Regions from separate parts of the Macaca mulatta genome. Here region 2 is linked to region 1. The links are chromatin contacts, called in public Hi-C maps. All regions are on one chromosome and are shown on one strand. The core of a region is the stretch at or near the end of the contact, and the rest is flanking DNA. Distances in the headings are between cores, read along the strand shown. Region 1 holds the start of APPBP2 (amyloid beta precursor protein binding protein 2). Region 2 holds the start of PPM1D (protein phosphatase, Mg2+/Mn2+ dependent 1D).

The links. A called contact is a pair of places that touch in the nucleus more often than the background predicts.
Region 2: a Hi-C map of fetal cortex germinal zone shows a contact between it and region 1, with 1.9 times the contacts expected there. The contact joins the promoter of PPM1D here to the promoter of APPBP2 in region 1. A contact is called at or near these places in 2 of 14 Hi-C or Micro-C datasets (cortical neurons and fetal cortex germinal zone).

What each region holds. Positions count from the first base shown.
Region 1 is chr16:48,253,102-48,256,069 of T2T-MMU8v2.0, reverse strand. APPBP2 (amyloid beta precursor protein binding protein 2) reads left to right here and starts at 1,710. Exons shown (of 13, transcript NM_001261507.1): 1 at 1,710-2,073. The coding sequence starts at 1,936. It overlaps LOC144335461 (a long non-coding RNA gene), which reads right to left. Exons shown (of 2, transcript XR_013406343.1): 2 at 1,684-2,968. It overlaps LOC144335477 (a long non-coding RNA gene), which reads right to left and starts at 1,504. Exons shown (of 2, transcript XR_013406359.1): 1 at 1,367-1,504; 2 at 727-853.
Region 2 is chr16:48,332,496-48,335,798 of T2T-MMU8v2.0, reverse strand. PPM1D (protein phosphatase, Mg2+/Mn2+ dependent 1D) reads right to left here and starts at 1,619. Exons shown (of 6, transcript NM_001260836.2): 1 at 1,106-1,619. The coding sequence starts at 1,577.

The sequences.
Region 1 (2,968 bases), core at 461-2,960:
TGCATTCAATTTCAGGGGATTCATGGATCCCTTCAGGTAGGATTGCTAGATAAAATACAGATGTTCAGCTAAATGTGAATTTCAGATGAACAACAAAGTTTTTTGTTGTTGTTGTTTTTTGAGACAGGGTGGCTCACTGCAGCCTCAACATCCTGGGCTCAAGTAATCCTCCTGTCTCAGCCTCCTGAGTAGCTAGGACTACAGGTGCACACCACCACACGTGGCTATTTTTAAATTTTTTTGTAGAGATGGGGGGCTTGCTATGTTGCCCAGGCTGGTTACAAATAAGTTTTTAGTATAAATATGTTCCCTGCAATATTTGCAGAGATAATAGATAATTATTCTTTTATGTGGGGCAGGGATCCTGAGCTTCAAAAGCACTAGTGTCTACTTAGTGATGAAGGATTTGCTGAATGAACTAATACACTTGAGTGACTCCGAAGGCATGAGCAAAACTATTGCATGGAACATACTTACATTTCAAAACCATTTGTTGGTTATATGACATTAAGATGTGACTGGGCATTTGTATTTTTTTACTTGCTAAATCTGCCAATCTGATCTTGAGGCCATCCACAGCTTTACTAGGTTCATAGATTATAGAACAAGAATTTATATAGACTGAAAAAGATTAAGAGTGTTTGTTTATTTTTTTTGTGGAATTATTTAATCACTTAACCCCGAAGTAGCAGGTGAAGGGTAAACTGAAAGAACTCTTTCCACTTCTTTTAGCTCTAAATATCCACCAGGACATTTTTATTATTGCTGTTTTCAGGACTCACATCGTTATACAGTGACTATGAGTTTGATAGTGTCACCAACCATTATGGCCAATAATTTCCATGTTAAATTCCTAGAACAGAAAGATGTTGCATCAAATTCTTGAAATCGCAGACTTAGGAAATTAAGTTACATAAACAGCAGATGTTCAGGCTGAGGAAGGAAAGAAGTTGATACAAGTACTCCCAATTATTCAACAATCCCTTGAAGCCACCACTGTAAGGGAATTGAAACACCATTAAGTCCTATCACGGCCACCACTTAGCCTTTTTTCTCTTACTATTATTTGTAATTCCATAATCAAGCTAGTTTTCCTACTAAGTTCTAGGGCAGGAGTTTTCTTTTTTCGGAAATTTTATTTGGATAAAGAAACATGGTCAAAAAGTTAAAACGGTGCATGCAAACGGTTATACAAAGAAAAACAAGTCTCTTCTATCGTTACCCCTAGTTCCTGGACCGCGGGTTCTTAACTTGGGTTAGGAACTGCAGTCTAAGGATTTTTACAGTAATGTGAATTTTCTCAATGCATAATTTTCAATGTGCAGATAATTTTGCTCGTTTGTGGGGAGAGGATCCAAACTTTTACCTGAGCCTTAAAAGGGTCCGTGATGCAGAGAACCTGCTGAAGTAACCGATGCGCCCGAGTGACTCGGAATGGGGGGTGCAGATATCCTGTAATAATTTGTCCCCGTGTGAAAAGTCTACCCCTATCCACTCCACTCCACTCCACTCCGGGGCCGCTTGGAAAGCACGCTCTCCGTGGGAGGAATCCAGCTCTTCCTAAGTTTTCCGCCTGCCGCATTCCTCCCCTCCGGCGCGTCGGCGTGCTTTTACGTCATGACGCCGCACACGCAGCCCCGCCCCTGCAGAGATCGGCGCTGGGACGGAACCCGGGTTCCTCTCAAACCCGGAATGTGAGGCTTTGGCCTGGCTGGCCCCTGTTTTGTGTCCCACTTTTTACTCGGGCCTGCGTCCGCTGCCGCCGTCCCTCAGTTTGCCCTCGGAGAAGGCAGGGCGGCCGTGCCTCCTGCCGTGCGCCCGCGTGGCTGCCACCGCCCCTCCGAATCCTCCGGGGCCGCAGAGGGGTTCGCTACGGAGGGAGGTGCGGGCCTTCGGGAGGAGGAGGCGGAGGAGGCGGAGGAGGAGGGAAGGAAGATGGCGGCCGTGGAACTAGAGTGGATCCCAGAGACTCTCTATAACACCGCCATCTCCGCTGTCGTGGACAACTACATCCGCTCCCGCCGAGACATCCGCTCCTTGCCCGAGAACATCCAGTTTGATGTTTACTACAAGGTATGCGCCGTGGGCCTCCTCTCTGCTCTCCTCCAGCAACCCCGGGGGCCGCACCCCCTTCCACGTCTGCGAACCCCCGCAGTTAACCCCTCACCCCTCGCAGCAGGCTTGCCTCCCGAAACGTCTGGTGTGGTGTCCGCGTTGCCAATGGAGAAGCACCCTATCTGCCCATGCCGTCTCTTAAGCTTTGGGGCATTGAAATCTTCCTGAGGAGTCTTGTTCCCTTTTGGTGTTCCCTTCTACACAGTGGCCCTCTTGGGTAGGCCTTTTGCGTGGACTTCCTCTGTCGCGCCCCTGTCCCATCTAGTCCTTTCCTTCTAGCCGGTATCTTCAAGATATTTTCCACCCTCTCCATCAAGTGTCAGCATCAGCTGGACTTTTTTCCGTGCTCCTCCCCCTACCCCTTCCTACTTTCTCATCTCGCCGCCTTCCTTACCCGAGTGTTTTGGTGTTTTTGCTTCGTGTTCCTTCGTTTCTCCTTTCCCAATTGGGAAGGAGTTAGGGATTATTGGAAATGATCTGTGTGTTTTATTTGCATGTTCTTTAAAGCTTTGTTTTTTTGTGGGAGAGGAGGGGGTCTGTACTTGAAGTTGAATTAGGGATTTTGTGAAAATGGGAGTGCTGATCAACTGTTTGAAGAGGACAGGGAGAGATCTTTACTGAAAGAAAAAAATACTTTAGATTGTGTTCCTGTGTTTGAAAGTTGCAATCTTGCAGCATTCTTAAATCGCTCCCCCTCAAAAATCTGAACAGAAAGTCTCCCAAGCTACTCTCCAAGGAGTTTCAAGGGTAAGTGTCCTTAGTTGTGTTTTGAGAGTGTGGAGAACTTTATGGACTCAGAGCCTGCCTTTTTCTTTCCCCCACATTTGAATGTGAACACTGGATTTATTATTCA
Region 2 (3,303 bases), core at 370-2,869, 80 kb before region 1:
AACTCTTTCCTCTATGTCTCTATCCCTCTGCTGAAAATAAAGCAACTTTATTATGCTGCCATAAACAAGGTTTTTTCCCCCACCACTGGAGAGTATTGTCTTCTTTGCTCTAACAAAGATGCATGCCATTTATTCACTGCAACAGATAAGCAATTATAATCCTGTAAGATTATTCTGTATATGTCGGGCACAGAAATCCTGCCTGCTTTACAAACATTTAAAACTTAGATGAAACTACAGCTCCACCGAAATTTTTAGACATTTAAGACCTTTATTTCCTTCTAGCACACAGTAATTCCTTGCCTTTTCCTATTTTGATGGGCATTTACAATTTGTAAGTACTATTTAAACTAGGCACTGTTGAAAACTACCTGAAAGCAATCAGCTAAGGCAATCTGCAAAAAGAAAGCCCAAGCACAATTTAAGGCACACCCTTAACACGGGGCCAGTTTAAGAGGTAACAACACGTTCCGCGTTTTTATTTTTCATAAGCAGTACACGTTTATAATCCTAAAAACATCTCACCATCATTACAACGGAATTCCTTCCAAAACTTTAAGATGCCGGATGGTTACATTTCAGCCCTTCTAAACTAGCTTACGCTTTACTCCAGCAACCAGCCCCAGCAATCCCGGGTCAATCTGGAGAACTGACACCACCGGTAGGCGGCAACCGAGAGGGACAAGACTTTCAGGAGCAGAATTATGACAGATTCTCTAAGGAAACACTACAATTTTTCCTTCGCCTGGCCCAGGTGCAACACCGATTTATCTTTTGGCCAAAATCTGGCGCCAGGTTTCAAACACGTTTTCATTGGTTGCCACCACAGTGAAGCAGGGAAGGGAGAGGGCTGCTTCCCATTGATCCTTGGAGGATGGAAATAAAGCAAGAAGAGGTTGCAGGGAGACAGCAATCCTATCTTCCCCAAGGCCACTTGGTTTGCCCGGACCTCCACCCAGCAAAGCGCTATTCCACCGTTTGGTAACTTCCATCAATGTACACTTTGGTTGCGCTCTGGGTGCCGGGGGCCCACGCGGGGCTAGTGCCATAAAAGCCCTGAACTGCCTGAAAAAGCGGCGGGCGCCAAACAAGCCAGGGAACGTACCCAGTTTCTTCCACATGGCGAGGTGACAAGCGAGAAAGCCTTTGCGGATGGCAGCGCAAACCTTAGCCGGCTCGGATGAGGTGAAACCCTTCTGCTTCTTGATAAAACCCCACAAGTGCTCCCGGGCAAACTGTGCCGCCTCCCGCCCGCCGTGCCCGTCGCACACGGCGAAAAAGGCCACGGAGGAACGGCGGCGGCAGCAGCGGCTGGGTGCAGGCGAGGCCCCGGCGTCCGGGGGAGGGTCGCGAGCCTCTCGGGCTGCCACCGCTGGGCCTTTCCCCGAGACTTCGCCGCCGGCAGGGGCGGGCGGCGACGGCCGCAGAGACAACGGCTGAGACAGCGACCGCCGCGGCGAGGGCTTTTCTTCAGCCGTCGGTTCAGGCTCCACAACGATCTGAGTAACGTCCTCCATGTACTTCCTCCCGCCCTGGTCGGAGAAGACGCTCACTCCCAGCGAGTACAGCCCCGCCATGGCCGGCTGGCCGGGATCCCGCCGGTCCCACGCAGCCCGCCGAATCCGGCGGCGGGAGACACACTAGGCGCTCGCCGGCCAACTATTGTTTATCTTCGACGACGCCGAGAGGGGGGAGGGGGCGGTCCCGGAGAGGGGGGGCGCGCGATGTCTGGACTTGTCCGCGAGAGCTGGGCCGGAGCGCCGGAGAGAGCAAAGCCAAGCAGTTGCGCCTGCGCACTGTGCTTCCCCCGCCCGTCCGCGCCCACCACACAAATCAGGCGTTCTCCCCCGCTGACGTCACCCGGCTCTCTGAGCCCGACCAATCCGGAGTCGAGTGGAGCGAGCCCGCCCTCCGTCCCCGCCTTCGCTCCCGCCCGCGACAGCCGCGCTCCCTCCTCCCGCTGCTGGCGCTGGGCCCGCGCACCTACCAATTTGCTTCACCCACGCCGCGGGCTTTTTCGCCCTCCGGGTTGTCGGCGGTTGCTGATCCTTTTCCGAGCGACTTGGTCTGTGTAGGTTTTTGGCTTAGTCCAGGGTTCTTAATGCGGCCTGCTGGCTTTGGCGTCCCGCTGCTCCCTTTGCCGGGAAGGTGGTGTGGACTCGGGCCCCCAGCGAGTGGAGAATGAAAGGAGAAGAGTTCACCCTCCTCCTGAGCGAAATGGCGGGAAACCTCCCTTCCGAGGGGCGATTGTGAGCTGGCCGGAACAAGTGCGGCACCCTTAAACTGGATCTGGGTGGGACGTATCCGACTGGGAATGGAGGAGGGAGGCAGTCCAGTTCTGTTTTTAAAAAGCATTTGGGAAATTTCCACCGTCAGCTGCACAGTCTCGGTTCACGTAACTAGGTATTGTCAGAGACGAAAGAGGGCTGTATTCTAACAAATTCTTAGCAGATCTTTTCAGCTTTTGTTAAAGGTAGTGCTTGTTCCGACCAGCTCTGGATACAGCATTTTATTCCTGCGGTATCACTTCAAGTTATCACTTGAAAATAACTGACAAAACCTGCCAAGAGCCCTAGTGCTCTAACGGTTTGGTGATCGTCCCGTCTCTTCACCGAGTCGGTCACAATCCCAACGCTAAAACCTTTGCACTGATTTTCACGGAATTAAGCCGCAGAGCGAGGAATACACTAGTATTTGCTCAGCATACGTTTTGTAGTTGAATCACTTTAAAGTTCACTTTTCCCGTTTTTGGCCACTTCATCATCAATCTGTACTTTACAACCTTTGAGAACTTCAAATGGCCTGAAAACAGTATGGAAACGGGAATGGGGGGAATGTACATACAGTTGGCACAAGAAATACAAATAGAAAAGATCTTTATACCAATAAAAATATAAATAAGAAAAAGCAGCTCAAGAAAATGTAGAAAATCGGGCCGGGCGCGGTGGCTCAAGCCTGTAATCCCAGCACTTTGGGAGGCCGAGACGGGCGGATCACGAGGTCAGGAGATCGAGACCATCCTGGCTAACACGGTGAAACCCCGTCTCTACTAAAAAATACAAAAAACGAGCCGGGCGAGGTGGCGGGCGCCTGTAGTCCCAGCTACTCGGGAGGCTGAGGCAGGAGAATGGCGTAAATCCGCGAGGCGGAGCTTGCAGTGAGCTGAGATCCGGCCACTGCACTCCAGCCCGGACGACAGAGCCAGACTCCGTCTCAAAAAAAAAAAAAAAAAAAGAAAATGTAGAAAATCTGAATAGATCAACTAAATAAAAATAAATATAATCGAAGATATTCATTACCCCA